Linked DNA regions of Danio rerio: region 2 is linked to region 1. A link is a contact called in public HiChIP or PLAC-seq data. All regions are on one chromosome and are shown on one strand. The core of a region is the stretch at or near the end of the contact, and the rest is flanking DNA. Distances in the headings are between cores, read along the strand shown.

What was found. HiChIP or PLAC-seq counts read pairs in DNA pulled down with a chosen protein or histone mark.
Region 2: an H3K4me3 HiChIP or PLAC-seq map of gastrula embryo shows a contact between it and region 1, with 4 times the contacts expected there. The contact joins the promoter of hepacam2 here to the promoter of cdk6 in region 1. A contact is called at or near these places in 2 of 4 datasets of contacts at active chromatin or transcription factors (embryo and gastrula embryo).

Annotation. Positions count from the first base shown.
Region 1 is chr19:42,875,268-42,881,506 of GRCz12tu, reverse strand. It overlaps cdk6 (cyclin dependent kinase 6), which reads right to left and starts at 2,050. Exons shown (of 7, transcript NM_001144053.1): 1 at 1,827-2,050. The coding sequence starts at 2,050.
Region 2 is chr19:42,977,821-42,983,695 of GRCz12tu, reverse strand. It overlaps hepacam2 (HEPACAM family member 2), which reads right to left and starts at 4,067. Exons shown (of 9, transcript NM_001245085.1): 1 at 4,002-4,067. The coding sequence starts at 4,062.

The sequences.
Region 1 (6,239 bases), core at 801-3,300:
ACTTGTCTTTCTGCAATCCTATGAAAGTCGTCATTGGATTTGTAGGAGTTTTTATGAATATATTAGAAAAACTGTATCTGTTTTAATGGAAAACATAATGGTTCTTTGGCTTTTTACTTGTAATTTATTCGTCTTTTATTGATGGCATGCCAAAAAACAATAAATCCTAAAGGAATATTACACATTGGAATTCATTAAAAAGTACTGGTTTTGATCATTAAAATGGAAATTGTATTGGTTTTAATGAAACTATAATGGTCATTTGGGTCTCTACAAGAATTCCCAATGGAATACGTAACAAAACATATTAGAATTCATTAAAAAGTACTGGTTTTAATTGCTAAAATGGAAATTGTATTGGATTTATTGGAAACCATAATGATTATTTGGGTCTCTTCTGGTCACTACAATAATTCACAGTGAAATATATAACAAAACCCAATAGAATTTATCAAAAATTACTGGTTCTGATAGTGTAAATGAAAATTGTTTTGTATTTAATGGAAACCATAATGATCATTTGGGTCTCTACAATAATTCCTAATGGAATATATAACAGAACACAATGGGATTAATTAAAAAGTACTGTTTTCGATTGTTAAAACAGAAATCGTATTGGTTTTAAATTGAAAGCATGATGGGTCATGATTGGTCAATGGATTACGTAAGAAAACACATTAGAAAACATTACCTACTGGTTTTGATGGTTAAAATGAAAACTGTATTAGATTTAATGTAAGCCATAATGGCCATTTAGGTCATTACTGGTCTCTACAATAATTCCAAAAGAAATATGTAACAAAACACATCAGAATTCATTAATAAGTACTGGCGTCCATCGTTAAAATGGAAATTGTTAAGTTTTAACCAGCATGGCCCACGCCAAATTTTAAGCTAGACTTAACTGTAGGGATGTAGGGATAAAAGTGATAGAAGAAGAGCAGTGGGATGAAAAGGAACAGGAGTAAGAGGATGTCTGGTAAACAGGAGGGTACAACCTGTATAATGTTCATAGTACATCCATCTGTAAATATCACCATAGTTTTTCTATAACTGCACTTAAACAGGTAAAACGTTTACCTGTATCCTGCACTTGCTGCTATTGCACTGCTGGTTAGACCTAAACTGCATATCGTTGCATTGTACTTGTACATGTGTAATGAAAATAATGTTGAATCTAATCTAATCTAAAAGCCCCGATTCAACTTACATGTAGGAGTAAAGAGGGTTATAGGATTGTGAATGGGAAGCGATTAATTGAAGGGAGAGAGGGTGGGTTTAAAAACCGAGAAGAACAGTGCTAGTGGGATGGTCTTCCTTAAATAAGTTTAAGGGAGTAGGTGATTGGTTAAGGAGACAAAGTGAGACTTGGTTCCGCCGCTGATCCTTTATTAACAAGTTAACTCCATTTAAATGATGGTGATTGGGGTCTCTACAATAATTCCCAATGGAATATGTAAGAAAACGCATGAAAACATTAAAATGTAATGGTTTTGATGGTTAAAGTGGAAACTGTATTGGTTTTAATGAAAGCCATAATTGTCCTTTGGGTCTCCATTGGTCTAAGATAATACCTAATGGAACTGGTCACAAAACATATTAAAAAGCATAACAAATATACTAGTTTTAATGGTTCAAATGTGATTGTTTCTTTTGTGTTAACAGTAGGCTATTTGTAGTGTAAACCTTTATAACTTCTGTGATGTTTTCTATAACTGCAAGAGGAATTATCACCTATAAACAAACCTAAGACATGTACAAACATCAAATACACATCCTTAATCAACAGAACCACCATTCCTCCTTTTATTATGATTTTTTTTTACCTGACAACATTTGGATGCTCAAAGGACTCGAGCTGCCTCAGCACCGCCACCTCGCGGATGGTGGACAGCGGCATTCCCTCTTCCTCAGTCTGCACCCGGACTCTTTTCAGGGCCACAAACCGGCCCCCGTTCTTCAAATCCCGAGCCTTGTACACCTTCCCATATGCACCTTCGCCGATCTCAGCCACCGGCTCATATTGCTGGGTCGAGCTCTCTTTGTCCATGTTTTTTTTTCACAGCGAGGATCTGCGGGGAATCCCGAAACGTGACGAGCGCGCGCGGATATTTCACAAAGGCATTATTGGGAGCGCGGCGCTGGCACGTGCACTGCCTGTAGAGCGCGAGCACAAAAGAGGCAGAGGTAAACACAAATGTGATCAGAGCTAAATCAAATCTTATCTAGGGCTTGAAGATAACGTACATAGTCCTTAAATCATAAATACAACATACACAAAGCTAACTCCGCCGCTTTTATGGCCAAATATCACAGATAGGCTTGTTAATATATCAACATCTGGAGTGCACAGTAATAAAGTGTGGGAGAATATGAGAAATGATGGTGTCCTGAAATCATTAAAAGGTCTTGTTAAAGCACACGTGCTTTCAGGCTTTGTATACTTCATACATTTTATATGACATGGAAAGCATCTTGGGCTAAAATGTCAAGTCAAGTGGTGCAACCACCTAGCAAAATTACTTGTGACACTATATATATATATATATATATATATATATATATATATATATATATATATATATATAGTATTTTAAATACAATTTTAGTCATGATTATGACTAATTTAGTTAACTTATTCAATATTTTTATTCAAAAAGACAATATAATCTGTTTATTATAAATTAATGACATTGACTCAATTATGATGGTCTGTTCTAGATCAGTGGGATCTACATGGGACCCTCTGTGACATCATTTCCTTTTTTTTTATAGCTTTTTTTGTAACAACAAAATGGCTTCCTGCAAAGTTGGTTAGACCACACTGACATTTAAATAAAATATTAATTCCCAACTTTAAACAACTGTAAATAAATCATACAGAATACAAAACATAAATAAAACAATATTTTACAGCTTCAGCACAGTTGTACCATTTTGTTGTAGTTGTTTATTATTTTATTTTAATAACCAAAATATTTCAAATTAAATATATTAGTATTTAAATTTAAACCTATGAAAATTTATAAAGACATTTGACAACAACCAAGTTAAAAGTTGTAATGTAAAGTGGTAATAAAAAGTCTTAAATGAGGATTTATTATTATTATTAGGCCTTATTATTTTCTAAATAACTCAACATATTCGCATGGTTAACCTATAGAGATTACAGGTATGTCAAAAATAGGCTTCCGACATCATAACTCTCTCAAAACCAACCGATAAAAATATAAAACATGCCCCACATTGTCAATAAAACCCAAACGGTTCAGAGTTTCCTACTGACAACCCCTGCTCCTCTTTGTGCCACACAGCCTTGAGCACGTGGTTGTCTACTGATTGCATTGTTTTAGCAGTGCGCATATCCATAAACGCAACCAAAAGCGCCCACATTATTCCCATCCACGTGAACGCGCAACTCTAACAACCCACGCAAAAAAACTGCAAAAACGCGTGAATGGTCAGTATAGTTACCCGGTTGGTGCTTATTCCGCCCGGAGAGTCGCGTCATTCATAAACTTCAGCAACTTTCCCTGCGTCTCCACACGCATCACAGCTCATGCAGCGTCCGCGCCACGGGCCACACAGGTAGTCGGATGGTGCACGCGCGAATAAGCCCCATCTCCGGCAGCACCAAACGGCACAGGGGATCAAGTGAAAGATCGTCCGATCAGCCCGTCTTGAGTAGAGCCGAATGCATGCATGCAAAATAAGCGAGTGATTTTCATCGATCCGCTCCCCCTGGAAGTTTTGCAGGAATACGCGGCGTGTGTGTGTGTGTGTGTGTTCGGTCCCCTCCTCGCTTTCCCACGCTGGCTGAATGTGGCTTGACCCCCTTCAGAGCAGTTTGACACAGAGCAGGAGCGTTTCCGCATTCCTCGTAGACTACAAAGACTCACCGCCTCCTCTTGCTTTCTCCCTGCCTGCTCGATCTGCACACCATTCATACTGCTTTTTTGTTTTTGTCTCGGTGTCAAAACGGGATCACACCGGGGGGATAGAAAGAGAGGGAGAGAGATAGAGCCGGGACGCGGAAGGTTATTGGATGTGAAGGCTTCTGCGAAAAGTTTTATGGAAATTAATAATAATCAATAAGTGCACTCATTGAATCGTGAGCGTCTCTTGTAAATATTAATGCAGCTTGTTCAAACTAGTTATTTAAAATGAGCTGAAACAACACAATTCTTGTCAATTTTTTGGCCAGTTTATTTGTTTTATGTTTATTCCACTTAAATTTGTAAACCATTAGGCCAACTTAACCGTTTTGTGTTGGGACAACATGAAGGAATTGTGTTAGTCCAGCTGCCTGGTTAGAGGATTTGTAGTTGCTTTAAGAGACGGAAATGTTGACAATAGAAGTAATCATCTGTGGTGGAAAGAGTACCATTACTTGCCTAAAATTTAGTGCAAGTATTAAAAGTACCTGTTGTAAATATTACTCAAAGTATGGGTAAAAAGTAGTCAAGTACTCAAGAGTACTGAGTATCCGCTTGTTAAGTGGTGACGTGTTACTGACGTATTTATACTGTTTCCGGGTCCAAGCCGCCACTCATTTGAGTGGAGAAATCATTCGTTTATGATCACATTTTATTCCTATCACACATGAAAGTTAATTGTATATAAAATCATAGTGTACATAACAATCTCTGGGCTTGCTGCATAACAAATACCAACATTTGAACAATTTATAAAAAATTCATCACTTTCTGTCTATCGGATATTAGGCATGGACATTTATACTGCGATCTTGATTTTCGAAAGCCTTAAATCGCTTTGTAAACGTTTATTATTACCATTTCATGAATCTCCCCATTCAGTTGGGGCCGGAAGCCGCTTCGCGTGACGCCACACTTAACAAGCGGACAGGGTATATGCTGAAGCATGTTAATAGGACTTTTAATTTGCCAGTAACCAGGGTTAATCGTTTCCGGTGAACTGTATGCCAATGCAAAATCTGCAATTTTAAGGTCTGTTTTCTTTAAAAATGAGCGATCTCCACTGCCTGAGTGATATCCGATGTAAAATGGGTTTCAGATTGTACAAGCACTGCATTAAATTACATTTTCCCAGACATGTCTTTATAATTTGAGCATTTATTTTACCCCAGTATATTCAATGGAGCTTCTGCGCTAGCCTGCTGATCCTGACGGGCAAGTGCGAGCAAACGGCTTTTTGTCTCGTTTTACGCTTGAGCAACTAAATGAATGCCAAAGTCTGTTTAACTGATTGTATTTGAATGACATTACAACATCGATGCTGTAAAAGAAATCGTATAAAATAGAAAAAAAATTCACAATTACAGATCACCGGACGTTTATCAGTATGAGAAACACACTAGCTCAGCACATACCCCGTTACGCTGTAAAAAGGTGATGTCATTTGTGGATGTGTGTAAACGTATAGAGGTAAAGTTGGTTTTATATTCGCACATTCGTTCATTTAGAAGTGTCTATGTTGTTTACCTTGTTACTCTGAATATTTGATCGGAATTAGCATGCAAGTGTGACTTCAAAACAACAGCAACACTATCTAATAACAATAATAATACATTTTATTTACAGGTGCCTTTCTAGCAACTCAAAGACACCGTACAATCAACAAAAATAATAAAACAACAAAAGAAATAATAAAATATACACAGCAATAGTGCAAATAAAATTAAGTATTAAAAGCCATCTTAAATAAGTGGGATTTGAGTTTTGATTTGAACAATGTAAGGGAGTCAATGTTTCTGATGGCAGGTTGATGGCATTTAATGCACTGCGAACAATGTTGTACTCATAGTCATTGGCTGCTAATATGATTTATAGAGGTAAAATTGGTTTTATATTCTCACATTCGTTCAGTGTCAACTCCCTTTATTATTTACCAAATAATCGGTCTGAAATGACCCGCAAGTGTGACTAGAAAACAACATTAGCACTGTTTATTTTACTGTTAACAATGCTGTACATTGATAGTCATTGGCTGCTAATATAATTTCCCTATTTAGAATTTGCAAAGAATACTTTTCTGAAATTACATTATTAAGAAGAAAGTCTGAATATCCGAATATAAAACCAACTTACCTCTATTGTAAACAACATTCTGTAGTGAATTTTTATTTCCTAGCAAGCACACAACATCATAAGACATTGATATTTGGTTAGATTTAGGTTGTGATGTCAGGTGACCAAAATTCCATGTCTAGTCAGCGGCTAGGGACAATGTTATTATAATCTCCAATAAACTGTAACATC
Region 2 (5,875 bases), core at 2,818-5,317, 100 kb before region 1:
AAAGTCAAACTAAAATGTTTCCTGGTCATTCAATACATAGTTTGAAGACTAGCGGCAAAGTATAAACACAACAACTGGTATTTTGCTGTTGCACTGTGATCTCACATGCCTGACAAGAACTTTTGGTATATAAACATTTAAAAGTGACAATTTAGTGGGTGTCTAAACACTAAAGAATAAAAACAAATTATTTCATTAAAGTACATAAAACGAAGTGTCAGTTGAAACTAGAAACTGTTCCGCTATCAACATTATTCAAAACACTTTCTTTTGCGCTCAACAGACCCTTCAGATCAGATCTGAAAAAAACTCAAGGGCAAATTTTCCTTTAGCGTGGATAAACTGCACACAGTCTTCAAGCGACAGCTGTTAATCTGCATTGCGTTGCCAGGTAAAGCCGTGTGGCAGAAGGCAGGTAAACAGTCTGATTCTCCTCCCTCTTTATGACTTCTTTAACCACCCGGACACGAGCATCTCCACCCCTACTGACAGCCAGTGTTGTGCATTACAATAGATGACTGCGCGGCTCGTGTTGTGCGCTAAATAATAAATAAAGACGCCCTTATTGCACGCACAAAGGGCCGGAGGGTGAATGTGCAAAAGTGTGCCTGTGTTTACGCCACAGTTTAAGCTGTGAATGCATCGCTAATAAGTGCGCTTGGCCTGTTCTGCTCTTATTGTCTTCAAACAAGGTAAGGATTATTTCAGGATAGCAACAGTGCACTTATACGACCACCTTCCTCACAATAGGCGTTAAGAATCGAGATACTGAGCAGCAAACGGTCAACCCTTTATGAGTTCTCAAACACAAACAAACATCACACCATTCATTAATGCATATACAAGTGTATGTGTGTGTGCTGGAAAAACAACAAAAGCCTGACTGTGAATAATCCACTAAAGCTTTGAATGTTAAAGAATCAGGTGACACCAAAATGAAAATTCAGGAAGCATCTGCCACAAGAGAATGACTCTTGATAGATATACAGTTGAAGTCAGAATTATTAGCCCCCTTTTTAACTTTTTTAAATATTTTCCAAATGATGTTTAACAGAGCAAGGAAATTTTCACAGTATGTCTGATAATATTTTTTCCTCTGGAGAAAGTCTTATTTCTTTTATTTCGGCTAGAATAAAAGCAGTTTTAAATTTTTTAAATGCCATTTTAAGGACAAAATTATTAGCCCCTTTAAGGTTTATTTTTTTCCGATAGTCTACAGATCAAACCTTTATACAATAACTTGCCTAGTTATCCTAACCTGCCTAGTTAACCTAATTAACCTAGTTAAGAATTTAAATGTCACTTTAAGCTGTATAGAAGTGTCTTGAAAAATATCTAGTCAAATATTATGTACTGTCATCATGGCAAAGATAAAATAAATCAATTAATAGAGATGAGTTATTAAAACTATTATGTTTAGAAATATGTTGAAAAAATTCTCTCCGTTAAACAGAAATTGGGGAAAAAATAAACACGGGGGCGAATAATTCAGGGGGCTAATAATTCTGACTTCAACAGCAAGTATTCTTTATTGAATTGCCCTTCCCTTCAATCACGTCGACAAATTCATCGGGTTCATTTATAAAACTCTTATTGGGAAAACTCCACTATATTTACAGTCACTTCTTGACATTCAGAAAACATCAAAATCTGTGCTCTAGTAGATTTATTAACCTCTGTATACCCATTTGGTCGCCACTCTTTTCAGTTTTCTGCTGCTGATGCCTGGAATCATCTAAAGCTCAACACTTTCATTCCACTATCATCCTTCACAAAATTCAATCCAGTTAATAGTACAAGATCACAGTGCCTGTTTTTAGTTGTTCCCTGGTTTTATATGCTATTATCTGCATTTGTGAAATTGTTATTGTATTGCGTCCCTGCTCTTTCATATCTGCTTTTAATGTTGCCTCTTGGCCAGGTTGTCGTTGTAAATGAGAACTGGTTTTCAATCGACTAACCTGGTTAAAATAAATGTTATTAATGTTATTATTAAGTCACAGTTATGATGACTAGCAGCGCATTTGGCTTGGACGTTGTATTTAATTTGAATTAATTTACTTCTAGCTGAGGCGACGCAGTGGCGCAGTGGGTAGCACGTTCGCCTCACAGCAATAAGGTCGCTGGGTCGATCCTCGGCTCAGTTGCCGTTTCTGTGTTGAGTTTGCATGTTCTCCCTGCGTTCGCGTGGGTTTCCTCCGGGGGCTCCGGTTTCCCCCACAATCCAAAATGGGTTGCAGCTGGAAGGGCATCCGCTGCGTAAAAACTTGCTGGATAAGTTGGCGGTTCATTCCGCTGTGGCGACCCCAGATAAATAAAGGGACTAAGCCGACAAGAAAATGAATGAATGAACTTCTAGCTGATGTGCCGCAGAACACAATTGGTTCTATTGTGCTATATGGAGAAAATAAGCTCTCATTACAGACTAACTTTCATTACAGACTAGTTTAATTTGCATTAGACCAGTGGATCTCAAACTTGAACTTTTTCAGTTCATGGAAAATATTGCACAAAAAAAAAAAAAAAAACAAGCTACAACATTTCAACAAAATTGTATATATATTTTTGTTTCTCTTGATTTTAGCTATTTTTGAAAAGTTTATTCAATATTTTTCCCTAACAAATAACTTTGGCCTGCTCATTTTTTAACCATTAGTTTGTTAGATAAAGCTCCCGATTGGGCTTTCGGTACTAACTAAACTAATGTATGTGCACAAATATAATATTGTAAAGCTCCCTATAGAAAATATTAATTTTAATGAGAAATTTGTGAAAGGTGTATTCATATGCTGAGCACTGTACATATATATATATATATATATATATATATATATATATATATATATATATACACACACACACACACACACACACACACACACACACACACACACACACACACATGACTTTTGTTTTAATATTTTAAATATATAGTTCATTATGTTATAGGATAGACTATTTTATTTACATTTTTTTGTATTATGACCATTATTAAAAGGTTCAAAATGTAATTTAGCACATAAAAGCACACATTTCTAAACAAAATGTAATTATTATTGAATGCCAAAAATATTTAATGATTGTAAAAAGATCTAATTAAAATGTATATATAAAATGGCACTAAAGTGTTTCCATAAAACATAATTTTGTAAAAGTGTTTTTAAAACATTTGAATTTTAAGTTTTAAAAGTAATATAAATTGTGCCAGATTTTTATATGCAATATAAAGGAACATAAGGGGACACTTTATTTTGATGGACGGTTTGTTGAATTTAAGTTACATTGCAACTAATTCTCATAAGATCATAAGTAGACTGTTAGTTGAAATGTACATACAAAGTTTCTTATATTCAGTTTAATGTCTGTTGAAGGAGCAGTATCAGCATATTAAGCACACAGTCTATTAATACTCAAATGGACCATCAAAATAAAGTGTAACCGAACATAATTTAAGGACAAACATATTAAAGTCGCAACAAAAACTTTTGAACTGTCGTAATTAATCGATTTAAAAATAATAAATATTTGTAAGGATTTAAAATAATGATATATTTTTAATCATGTTATACGTATGACCAAAAATAAAAGGTGGAAGCGAATTTTTCCCATGTAGGAAGTAATCACCTGACTATTCCAGAACTAAAACCAAACCACAGTTTCACTGTCACAAGTTCAAGTCTCACTTTGTTTATTTATTTTTATTCTAAAAATCAAGTTACACAAACAGGAAGTTGGTAATATAAAAAAATTCAACCATTTTTCCCAAAGTATCCCTCCATCTACTTCCCTAAGTGCAAATGATATGCATATATATGTACACACTTCAAATGGCATTAATTTAACTGTAATTTTTTTTAACTCTGGGAATGTATTTATATAAATAACACTCATTTGACCTCTTGGCCAAACTTATATATATACATTTTTAGAAAGCATCGTAGTAAAAATGCTGAATGTTTTGCTCTTGCAAGACATTCAGAAAGAAATAAACATCCTCTTACCAGATATTATGACAAATAAGCTGCATATCAGCAGGATCATGGTGACTTCAACACATTCCATTTGAGCTATATAATCTGTAGAAGCTGTGTGACAAGAAAAGGGAACTGGTGACAGTATTTGCCAGGGAAATGAGAGAAGCTCATAGAGGCTCCGCCCATAAGCCATTAGGACACACATACACACACACACACCTGGACGAGCTTCCCAAAACACTGCTGTCCGCCTGAGGCCCAGAGACTCTCACCGATACAGACTCACTGCAGAGAAACTCAGCTTTAATACAGTGTCAGATCGCAGCACAAAACCTTATTGAACACACACTCAAACTAGAGACAGACACAGGGTTTTCTGATGAATGCAAAGTACACTCACCGGCCACTTTATTAGGTACACCTTACTAGTACCGGGTTGGACCCACTTTTTGCCTTCAGAACTTCCTTAATCCTTTGTCGCATAGATTCAACAAGGTCCTGGAAACATCACTCAGAGAGATTGACATGATAGCATCACGCAGTTGCTGCAGATTTGTCGGCTGCACATCCATGATGTGAATTTCCAGTGAATCTCCTGTGAGTGCTCTTCTGGATTGAGATCTGGTGACTGTCGAGGCCTTTTGAGTTCAGTGAACTCATTGTCATGTTCAAGAAACCACTCTGAGATGATTTGCGTGATTTGATCAACAAGGCATTTGCAAGATGATCTTACTTAATTGGAAAAGGCTCCCTGTTTTAAGAGATGGTTGAATGAGCTGCTTTATGTCATTCAAATGGCACGACTACGTCTTGAAACTTCACAGAAAAAAGCTGAAACCACATGGGGAACTATTTTAAGAGATTTTCATCGCTAACTCATATATTCATGACACTGACTTTGTAGAAATGTGAATACTGTCATCTTTTTTAAATTTGTTTATGCTACATATGTCATGTATATATTTAGGTATATTTGATAACTGAGACGATCCCCCCCCCCCTTTTTTTTTTTTGAGGGGGTGGGATGGGGCTAATGTCAATTATTTTGTATTGTATTTTTTTATTGGTATTGTACTGTGTTTGTTAAAACTCTTATAAAAAATGTTAAATAAAACAAAATATTACAAAAACTAAGCATTTGCACCCATAGAAATGCCGCTCAGTGGATATTTTCTCTTTATCTGACCATTCTCCGTAAACCCTAGAGATGGTTGTGCGTGAAACTCCCAGTAGATCAGCAGTTTCAGAAATACTCAGACCAGTCCGTCTGGCACCAACAACCACACCACATTCAAAGTCATTTTTTTTCAGTGTAAGTTTCAGTTTTTACCCACCAAAAAATGGTGATTTACTCCTTAATTACAGGTCAGATTCAGTCATTTTAAAGTAACATACAAATCGCAGGCAACTTTAGTAAAAACTCCTTTTTGTTAATCGTTCAATTCAATCTCACAGCAGCGAAAGTGTATTTAGGCATGCTCAAAGTGTGCATCAGAACAAAGAAGAAGCAATATTTTCAAGCTACAAGAATATTTTCATGCACACATTAAACAAAAATAAAGACTTTATTTAACAGTTCCTTCTCCTCCGTGTCAGTATAGGCATCAGGGCTTGTGGACGTGCACCCTATACTGAGAATTTTTTTTTCATTCAATTTTTTCTGTTTAATGTGCTCATAAATATATTCTTGTAGCTTAATAATATTTAAATTGAACAAGTGAAAACACATGGTCTGTTTTGATGATGTTTTTAGTACCTTTATGGACTTTGAATGAGTCAGGAATCTTGATGTAAATGGAAAGCTCTCAGATTTCATCTAGAATATCTTCATTTGTGTTCCGATGATGAGCAAAGGTCTTCGGGGTTGAAATGAAATGAGGGTGATTAATTAGTATCATAAT